2 separate regions of the Mus musculus genome follow, and region 2 is linked to region 1. A link is a contact called in public HiChIP or PLAC-seq data. All regions are on one chromosome and are shown on one strand. The core of a region is the stretch at or near the end of the contact, and the rest is flanking DNA. Distances in the headings are between cores, read along the strand shown. Region 1 has its middle 220 kb from the start of Gm35023. Region 2 holds the start of Tgfb2 (transforming growth factor, beta 2).

Region 1 (5,345 bases), core at 2,024-4,523:
GTATGTGCCAATTAAGTGCTTTCTATATAGTTTTAGATTTCTCTCTGCAGGGAAAGTGACAAAAACAGATAATAACTTAGGCAGTCTTTTTTAAAGAGGAGCTGGGGTAAGAGAGAGGGGATAGACACAGGGTGGTGACCTTACAGCACTTGCCACAATAAATGTTCAGAAAGATGACATCTGTCAGCTTTGGATGACATAATAAAAATATCACAGAACTTGCATCTTAACAGAAATATCTTTGCCATGGGGGGAGGGGGCTCTCTGAAGCACAGAGACAAATGTGGAAGAAACTCAGATTCACATGAAAATAACTATACTTTCATATGGCGCATGGTGCAGTCAATGAGAGAGAACAACAAAAGTGGGTTGTCCTCAGTAGGGAGAGACGTTATTATTCCCTGGAGGAAGGTTTGCTAACGTAAAGAAACAGGGGTCTACTTTATAGGGTACAAAGAGAATCTTCCTGTGACTGGCTCTCTAACAATAAAGCTTCGGATACTATGGTAACCATACATAACAGAGAGAAAACTGTCCAGTGTGGCATAAATATCAAGATGCTCTGGGTGAGTAGGAGCTGTGTTGAAGCCGTGAAGCACTTTGGAATGAGGCCTGATGTGCTTGCTCGGCATGCTCACATGAATGTGGGTGTTCTTGAGGTCTTGTGTTTACACGCCACACAGTCGAGAACCTTGGCGATTTATTTTCCTCTCTCTTAACCATTTCATCCGTTTGGGGTTCTGGTGCAGTTGGTGACTGAGAGCCGCTTGGTGTATTGAAGAAACACAGAACATTTTAATTGTGCCTGGAGACGGAGAGGCTCAATGAGGGAGACTAATTAAGAAACATAAACAAGCCAGAGCTCTGCTTTGCCTCACATCCTATCATTACTACTCAGAGCAAACGGCTGAGTTTCATCGTGAGCCAAAGGAGCAGCCAAGGCCACTTGTTTAGGGGTAAGATTAATGGCTGCATGGAACATACAAAGTGAAGGATTGCAGCAGCTCTGATATTACAGTTGTTTTTCTGTGAGCTGTACTCATCATGAAAAGCACAAATTATTTATGTGGCATATGGCACATACCATGTTCACAATCCCTAAACACATGGTAGGCATGTTGCAAGTATGCATGTGAACACTCATGTATTGGGGGTACACATGTGCACATGTACACACACACATTCATGCATGTGTGAGTGCACATGGAAGTCAAAGGACAACCACAAACTGCTACCCTTAGACTTTGTCCACCTGTGGAATTTTGAGACAGAATGGCTCACCAGCCATGGAAGCCGGGCCAGCCGACCACTCAGCGCTAGAGAATTCTGCCTCTCTGAGACTAAGATTCCAAGCACAAGCCACTATGCCTGGCCTTTTCTCTCCATGGATTGTGGAGAGTATACATTCAGGGTCTCGTGTTTGTGAAGCAAGCACTTCACTGATTGAGCCAACTCCTCAGCCTAAATGGCAGACACTTAAAGACACATACTTCTCACACAAGAGGCCAGAGGTGGGAAACTGCTATTATCTCGATAAAGGAAGAAAATAAGGCTTGGGGACTTCAAGAGGCATCCCTACGCTTCTGCCCTCTTCTCTCGGTGCCTAACAGGTACTAATTGCCATTAAGAGGCAGCTCTCGTGTGCAGCATGAGCTTTAAGGCGCTCAAAGCCATATTGTTTTGAGGAATGTAAATATGTGTGATCAGAACATTGAAATGCACACTGGACGCTGTCATTCAACTGGATGGGTGCATCAGCATGGCCACCAATGCTAAGTATGAATGTTTGTCTCTGTAATAATGTGATTGTCATAGAACTCACACCACTTGCCTACTTGTGTCTGAGTGGGAGAACATGTTTTGCCAAACTCAGGGAGAAAATTTTTCAGCTTTTCAAGTTCACTAAGCCTCAATGAGATCTACTCAACTTCGGCTTGGCTACGTGAAAGCATTCACAGAAATGAATATGCATGGTTGTTTTATTTTCAAAAAGACAGCGTGAACTTCAGCCATGGCCAAAGATTTACCCAGCCTATTTAAGATCTAAAATGCTAAAATTTTGTTGTGGAGACTTTGGAATGCAAAAAAAAAAAAAAAAAAAAAAAAAAAAGATGTAGTATATATACAGAAAACAATAAGTTCATACAGATGATAAACACTTTCATGTGACTACTCTCTCTCAATTTTCAAATCAAAAAGCAGCTTTAAAAGGAGACAGCCTGGGACTGCATGTGGCTCAGCAGTGGCAAGCACTTGCTGAGCAATGCTGAAGGCAACACAACACAGCAGATTCCAGACCCATGTGACCAGCCAGGTATCCATCACCTGCCTGTAACCCATCTCAAAGCAGGGGAGAGGCAGAAGCAGAGGTTGGCTAGGGCTTGCTAGCTTTCAGTCTAATAGAGAAAATACAAGCTTCATGATCAGGGCAAGAACCTACCTCAAAAGAAGGGTAGAAAATAACAGGACAGCACAAAGTCAACCCTCTTCTGCCCAGCACTTGCATAGGTGGTTGTAAACACACACACACACACACACACACACACACACACACACTCACACACACATACACACATACATACACACACTCTCACACACACATACACACACACACACACTCACACACACACATACATACATATACATACATACACACACACATAGACACACACACTCACAACACTCACACACATACACACACATACTCTCACACACACTCACACACATACACACACATACTCACACACATATACACACACACATACACACAAACACCCACCAAAGATCTAAAACCTTTGGTGAAGCAAACAATGACTCACTTTGGTACAGATGCCTACGTGTAACTGTACAGTATCCGTGTCCTGTGCACATGTCCCAGAGTTAGAAGTATGAGACTCTCATCATGTTATATTCTAAATTATTTATCCTCTCCATTATATGGAGAAATTACTGTATTGGTAAACAAGGCTTTCATACACACGAATAAAACATATTAAATATTTGGAGACCAGGGGATTCCATCAGGACTTCGTGGCAGTTAATAAATCAACAGAAACCACTTACTGAAACATGTTCACGGGTCCAGTGGAATTCTAAGTAAATACCAGGTTTAAGCATGAAAAGTCAGTTATATTTTCAACGTAATCTAACTTTCAAAGAAGTGTAAAAGATGCCTAAGTGTTAATATTTTATGTTTCCCTGCTCTCAGCAGTAATTGCTGCCCATTAAGAGGAATGCTAAGCCATAGCTGTCAGCACTGGCATGGGACCAAGGAAACACTGAGCCTTCACAGAAGGGGGTTAATTGCTACACGAAGAGGTAATTTATTAAGGAACACTGCAGCCCTCTATGTTTCCCCGTGCGAGGCTGAACGCAGAAAACGTATGTGAATATTACATTTGATAATCAAGGCCTTTTCTATGGGAGACTTCAGAGTTGGCTAAGCTAAACAAAAGGGGGAGTGGGGAGCAAGCAAAAAAAATTCCAACACCATTTTTCTCCCTGGCTCTCATAAAGCTCTCCTTGGTGCCCTCCAGTCTGTTGGCCCTACCACCAGGAAAGTTTGCTACACCATAAACTTCTTGGTGGCTGAAGAGAATGTCTCATGTAACGACCCAGTTGAGGGTTGGCATCTACTGTTCTTTCTTTTATCCAGAGTTGGTGCTTCGGGGTCCTGAGTGTTAAGCTTCATGGTTATCATTTGTCAGATGAATGAGATTTTCAAACCCTTATCACACTGATGGAGGCCATTTGGGCCATCAAGTTCAAATGGATATCATGCAGCTTTTAAAACCTGAGTGTATAGAAAGAACTGGCTCCACACATGTTGGCAGCAATTGCTTCTGTGGCCAACACTTGCCTTGTTGTTTTCCTGGAGTCATTATCTTGTACACAGAGTTCAAGGAGCCAACAACATTATGGGCATATAGTTTAGTTAAGAGTTCCTGGCTGGCCCTGTGCTTTATACAGAGTGGAAGCTGATCAGGCATCCCTCATCTTCATCCCCTCCTTCTTCATATATTTTTCTAGACTTCACCCCATGCCCCACAGTCAAATAATCCACAGTCAGTCCAGATTCAGATCGCCGCACCCCATTTTAGGACTATGCCCTGAACACAAGCCAGATGGTAGGGTCGTCAAGTCTAAATCAGGAGAGAGGACAGGTCGGGCTTCGTTCTATACCTGAGCAACTGCACATACCACTAGTTCCTTCTAAACATCTACCAAATTCCATGATTGCCCTGTCTCTCTTTAACTGATAGTTTGACAAACCAGCCATGTGGTTTTCTTGCAAGGGACAAAAGAAATTACTCTTTCTATAAAGCAGGGGAAGCCATGCATCCAAGCCAAGGTAGAACGATCCTCACTCTCTTCCAGCACATAGAAACTGATTCACCTTGCGTGCTTACCCTCTGAGCATGCTGTCCCTTAGAGATGGGAGAAAATGAGATGAAGAAGTTTGGCTCTTCCAGGATGCAGACACTCAGGACTTCTGAGATCTTAAAGGATCCTGCTCTCTTTCCGATCTCCGTGTTGGATTCCAGACTCTTACATATTTACTACTAAGCATCTTAAATTGCAAATGCAAGCTGTAAACAAAATTATCTTCCAATATTTTAAATTTTCACTCTTTGTGAGTCTCTCTTTTAAGTTGTCTGTGTACTTTCTCTGGCACATGGGCAAACATACACACAGAAGTCAACCTTGGCTGATGCTTAGCAAACGCTGTCCCCTTTGTTGAGTTGAATAAAAAAATCTCCGACTGGTCTGGAACTCACCAAGTGGAGGCTAGACTGGCTGGCTAGTGTGCCCCAGAGTTCTGTCTAAGTCTGTCTCCCCAGTCCTGGAACCTCAAGCACTCATCAGAATAAGGCCAAGAAGATGGTTCAGCCATTTTAAAAAAAATTGTCCTTGCCAGCAGGAAGACCTGAGCTAGCTTCTTAGATGCCACCTTCAAAAACCAGTGTGTGGAGAGTTTCCAGCATTAGTTTTCACTTAGCTTCTCATTCTCGGTGAATTTGAAAATCATTAAAAATAGTTACATTCATAAGATGAAATTCAACATACACACACACACACACATACACACAAACAGAGAGAACACAGTACACACACAGCACACATGCATATGTCCAAGAGCTGGTCTTTATTTTTTCTGACTGACATTTAATGAGACTTTCTGCTGCTTCTTATTTTCTTCAAGTATTCCACTGAGGAACATCTTATCTGCTGGGTCTTGAACTTTATCTTGGGATTTCGCTAAAAGGAATCATTTGACTCATCAGAGTCAACACCCCCTTGTCTTTCTTCATCCTTGTTTTCAATTTTCTTTCTAAGGAATTGGA
Region 2 (5,471 bases), core at 1,649-4,148, 870 kb before region 1:
GCTATGAGCAGCCTTGTTTTGTGGGTGCTCTACACTGCTGAAGTGAATAACAGACCCATTAATGAGTAGTCAGGGCTGCTGGTCGAGACAGCTGCTTCCTCTTCCTCAACCTCTCTGGCCTAGAAAGCAAACATTTCACTTTAGGGTGTTCAGAGACCTTAATGTCTAATGCCTAACTGGACTTTGATAGCAGGTTTGTATTGTATTTCATCAAAAGTGTGTTTCTTAGCTGTTTATTCTAGTTACCGAGGGGCAGAATGCCACAGCAGATTTGGGTGACCCCTTTCCTACGTGTTTCCTGGGTGATGAGTGGAGACCAGACACAGACATGCCTGGCTGCGATGGAGAGGGGATAACAGGACCTAGTTTAATGAGCAGACACTAGGGTCCGACTTTGTTATAAACACTTCCCATGCCTTGTATGATGACCCCCCCTCCCTATAGTCTTCTGCATATGACCCCGTTCTCACAGGTGAGGAACAGTCTCTGAATAACTTCCTTAGGTTCATAAAGCCACAGTGCAGGACTTTGAACTACAGCGTGGTCCAGTCCCCCTTACCACTGGGGTAGTAAAGACTGTGTATGTAATGTGCTCTCTTACCTTATTGCGTAGCGCTCTGAGCACTTATGATCCTTAAATATGGTGGTTTTGTTTCCTGAATATGGAGATGGCAGAAGCCTTAGTGTTGCCGAAGACAGGATTCATTTATGACAACCAAGATCCGCTCTGGAGAACTGCTCTCCCGTGAGACAAGAGAGGCTCCTCTCCTGCTGAATTCAGTCACTGTGCTCAGTCACACCGAGAGACAGAGAAGATGTGTCTGTCAACTCCTGCCTGGGCTTTGGGGAGAAAACTAAAGGAGCCTTTTAGGAAGAGGTCTGGCCTCAGGCCTAAGGGGTAGAGAGCTCTAAGTTCTCAGCTACTATCATGCACAGGAGTGTGGGTACCGATCCTGAGAGGGGCGCCCGCCTGCATGGATGGAGTACCGACTTTCCCACATGAAGTACAGGGGGATTGCTACTGCTCTGCTCTGCCCACTCATATCCTCAGCCATGTCAGCTCATCCTCTGATGTACCTATGGCTGTTCCCCAGGCAGTCTCAGCACCCAGTAAAAGGCTCAGTGGCTGCCGAGAACACCCTACCTATGTGCTCAACAGATTTTCCCGAAAGCATCCCCACAAACTTGTGACGTTGGCCCTCGGTAGCTCTAGCTCCTGCTCTGTGTCTTCTCTGTACAGCTGGATCAGAATGGGACTCACTGGGAGACTCCAGCTGATGGGACCATCAGCCCACAGGCAGGAGTTCTTGATCAGTTCTGTTTCAGCTTAGAGAATCGTAAGGTGGTGGTGGTCGAACCCGTCTGCCTGGGGCTGACCTTGAAGGAAGAAGTCTGCCAATAATGGAGGTTTTTAGAATCATTTAGGTGCGTGTTGGAACAATTCATTCATGCCAGGGTGTTCCTCAGGGCCAGTGGAGTAGAAGAATTTTGTGTTCAAGGTGGGTGGGGAGATGATAATTCAAGAGAGAGTTTTCTGCAGGAATCTTAGAACATAGAACATGACTGTGGGGGGGTCTTGATTCTGTAAGAGGGCAGTAGATTATTCTGCAGCTCCCACACTTACGGAACCCCCGGATCCCTGCTTGTCACATGTTCTGGGACCTTATACTTCTTCCAAGTACATGGTGGGAAAGAACCCAGGAGGTGGGCGGGCTCTCTCTGCAAAACCCAGACCCACCCCTTCCTGTTTTCTGCAACAACAGACCTCACTTCCTATGGCCTCAGTCTCCCTGTCTGTGAAATACAAATAATAATGTTCATTGCTGTATATAATGTATGCCAGCTATATCATTACATATCATTACAGCTCCCTCTAGTAAGAATATAACCCCCCCCACACACACACACACATACACATGTATGCATCCCTAAAGGTTTGATCCTTTTGAACTAGGAAAATGATACTGAGGTCTTAACCTGGGGGAATTCTCAACAGTTTCCAGCTTTAACAACCTGTGTAGTCATCGTGGCCACAGAGTCATCACTAAGATTGAAATGTTGACTTTGACTAAAGGGGAAAGACCAGTGGGAAGAAAGATTCTGTTATCCAACCAGTTTGAGCAAGTTGAAGTAGAAAATGTCAAGTTATGATACTGTGTGACAGGAGACAGCAAACATTTAAAACCCAGGTGTCTTAGATAATGCTGCGACAGGCAGAAGATGGTGGGTCATCCTTGTCTAGGAAGGCTGAGGAGAAAGCCACATGAGCAGGGGCTCACATAAAGAAGGCAACAGTTCCTTTATTCAAAGCAGTGATACAGAGCATGCATTGGGTGAAAGGGACACTTCTGTATTCTGCTGGTTCACAGGCAAACAGGGCTGGATTGTAAACAGGCTAATGAAAAACAACCTGTGGAATCCCGGAGAACTCAAGAGTTAGGTCAGCAGTCTCAGATTGGAAGGCATGTCTTCAGGGCTGGGCTGGAGCTCCATGGAGCACAGTGTGTGTGTGTGTGTGTGTGTGTGTGTGTGTGTGTGTGTGTGTGTGTGTGTGTGTGTGTACACGCCTGTACATGCATGGGCACGCACTCAACACAGGAGGGACTCAGGGAAGCTGCGAATGAGTGATCCCCACCATGTAGAAACGGGATGCTTAGCTGCCTGCCCCTCCACACACAGACCCTTGGTGATCACAGACAGTGACTACTGCAAATTCCTCATGCCAGTCGCCCTCCCTTACTGGCCGTCCCCCTTTTCCACACCCCCTCCAATGGTCCAGAGCTCGTGGTCTTAGTAACAGAGGACTTCTGACTGTAATCCTAGCGCGTCACTTTGTTGAAGGCAAACACGTGGTTTGGGGAGCACATATAAAACTCTGCTCCGGGCAGAATCGTGATGTTATCTGCTGGCAGCAGGTTTGCTCGGAGCAGAGCTGCTGAAACTGCCGGCAGGAGAGCGAGTGGGAGAGAAAGAGAGAAGGCGCTGAGAGCTGAGCTCTGGGGCAGGCGTCAGGGATGGAGAGAAGTATTAGGGTTTAAAGAGCCATTCTGGAGCAACCCATCTGCGGAGAGAAGGATCGGCAGAGGTCTATTTTAGGGTCGCAAGTACCTACTTACCCTAAGCGAGAAAGTGCAACCTTGGTGGAAGCTAGGAGAAGCTAGGGAAGGGTGCGAGTCCCGGGGCAGCCCGCAGCCAACGCGCCCAGGAGGCGGTGTTGTTCCACAGGGGTTAAGGAGGTGGCCGATCGCTGTCGCCCTTGGCCGCCTGGAGCAAGAAAAGGAGGATCTGAAGGACCGAGCTGGAGGCTGGCCCTCTTTGCAGGCAGCAGCGGCGGCTGCAACGTGGAGCGACCCAGCCGGGTGTAGGCCACAGCGCGGCCGGCAGGAGCGGGATCCTCGCCGCCTGCTCCGGCCTCTGTGGATCTCCGGGGCGGACAGTATCCCACCGAGTCTCCGAGTGAGCCGCTCCGGGGCGCATCTGCCTCCCCGCGGCTCGCCAGGCTCGCCCTCGGCGCGCGCGCACGCACGCGCGCACACGCGCACACATCCACACGCACACTCATCCACACACGTGTGGAAGGCAGGGCCGAGCCGCTCGGTCTTTGAACTTCTCAGTTAGAGCCCGGCGCAGCCCCGGCCGCCGCTCAGCGCTCCCCGCGGCCCTGCGTGCCTCCTGCCAGCCCCCGGACCTTCTCGTCTCGTCCCTTTTGGCCGGAGGATCGGAGTTCAGATCAGCCACTCCGCACCGAGCCTGACACACTGAACTCCATTTCTTCCTCTTAAGTTTATTTCTACTTCAGAGCCACTCACCCTCTCCCTTCCAGGAGAAAAAAAAAACAAACCTTTCTTACTCCTTAAAGTGAGAGATTCCCCCCCCACCCCGCCCCAGCATCGCATATTAATATCTCCACGTTGGGAACGCGTTGCATTTTCTTTTTTAAAGGAATCCCAGCCAGGGACGTTTTTCTATTGGGCATTAACTTTCGACTGCTTTGCAAAAGTTTCGTATTAAAAACAACTCTACCTGACCGCTCTGAGAATTACTAGTTTCTTTTTTATATATATTTTTTCTTACTTTAAATAACAACATCAACGTTTCTTCCTTTTAAAAACATGCACTACTGTGTGCTGAGCACCTTTTTGCTCCTGCATCTGGTCCCGGTGGCGCTCAGTCTGTCTACCTGCAGCACCCTCGACATGGATCAGTTTATGCGCAAGAGGATCGAGGCCATCCGCGGGCAGATCCTGAGCAAGCTGAAGCTCACCAGCCCCCCGGAAGACTATCCGGAGCCGGATGAGGTCCCCCCGGAGGTGATTTCCATCTACAACAGTACCAGGGACTTACTGCAGGAGAAGGCAAGCCGGAGGGCAGCCGCCTGCGAGCGCGAGCGGAGCGACGAGGAGTACTACGCCAAGGAGGTTTATAAAATCGACATGCCGTCCCACCTCCCCTCCGAAAGTAAGTACAGTTTCCGTGGTTTTCGACTTTTCCATCCCCGAGTCTAAGGTTGGCCCGGAGCTCCTCAGATCCACAGCAGCCTTAGGCGTTCGCCCTTTCCTCTCCCAGTCCCCGGGTCCTGATCGCTTCGTTTCCGTTCTGTCCTTCGTCCCTTCCACTGCCTTTCCAGTCGTGGGATGGAGAGGGATCCACAGGCTTGCAAACCTTCAACTTCTGTTTTATTTATTTATTTCTCCATAACTCCCTACCCACAAATGCCCCAGACCTTTTAAAAGATGTTTGCATTTCTCCTCTCCCCTGGTCTACCAACTAGCAAATCAGCTCCCTTCTGTCAAAAGAAAAGCGCTTCCCGGGATGACTTATGCTAAGAGACCAAGGTAGACTTTGTTTTCTTTGCCGGGTTGGCATGCAGTGGGGGTGGGGGTGTCCTCCAACTGGTACACAAAGAGTTAAAAAAAGTGCTTCCAAACTAGCCTTCTCAAAGGCGCCCCCCTTCCCTGCTGACCTATCTGGGGACTCCCCAAACCTTTGCTATTGTCTCTCACTCCCCTAAGAATGTCAGCATCAGCAACACCAAGCTGGATTTCGGGCGCACGGGGTGGGGGTCACTCAAAACCCTTAAATCCTCCGGGGGGTCATTTATTGCTCTCTCTGGGTGTTTTTACTCTCAGTCTTCTTGCAGAGCCGCATTGCCAAGTCCCCTTTTGACCTCACGTGGACAGTTAGAAAGAATAAATAAGGTTCTAACTGGGCTCAACTAGGTTTCACTTCCCGTTTTTTCTAGGTAGTCCTCGCTAGCCTGGGAGCAGGTCGTTTTTTCTTAGGGGGATTCTCCATGATCTTTTTCAACCTTGAACTCTGTGTCCCGGCACTTTCACAAGCAGCAGGGTCTTCTGTGTGTTCTGAAATCGAAGATGGGAAAGACAGCTATTTAAAAAAAAATATATATATATATATATTTCCCCGTTTCGCTGGGAGCAATAGCTTCAGAAACAGCTGGCATACAGTAGCAG

What was found. HiChIP or PLAC-seq counts read pairs in DNA pulled down with a chosen protein or histone mark.
Region 2: an H3K4me3 HiChIP or PLAC-seq map of embryonic limb bud shows a contact between it and region 1, with 5 times the contacts expected there. The contact joins the promoter of Tgfb2 here to the enhancer-like site in region 1. A contact is called at or near these places in 6 of 39 promoter capture datasets (the 3T3-L1 cell line, the HPC-7 cell line, the SN4741 cell line and 3 more), 1 of 15 datasets of contacts at CTCF or cohesin (the NIH/3T3 cell line), 5 of 484 Hi-C or Micro-C datasets (cerebral cortex, embryonic fibroblasts, embryonic stem cells and 1 more), 11 of 115 datasets of contacts at active chromatin or transcription factors (astrocytes, cardiomyocytes, craniofacial prominence and 7 more) and 2 of 9 other capture datasets (adipose tissue and embryonic stem cells).

What each region holds. Positions count from the first base shown.
Region 1 is chr1:185,832,314-185,837,658 of GRCm38.p6, reverse strand. No RefSeq gene overlaps it. Among named protein-coding and RNA genes, the nearest start is that of Gm35023, 220 kb to the right of the region's middle. Within about 2 kb of position 3,273, at least 10 of the 459 cell types and tissues checked have an H3K27ac peak or open chromatin away from gene starts, as enhancers often do. A contact at or near this core is called in embryonic basal ganglia and embryonic limb bud, where this site is marked.
Region 2 is chr1:186,703,416-186,708,886 of GRCm38.p6, reverse strand. It overlaps Tgfb2 (transforming growth factor, beta 2), which reads left to right and starts at 2,898. Exons shown (of 7, transcript NM_009367.4): 1 at 2,898-4,458. The coding sequence starts at 4,113. Gm35655 (a long non-coding RNA gene) reads right to left here. Exons shown (of 2, transcript XR_373811.4): 2 at 5,084-5,360.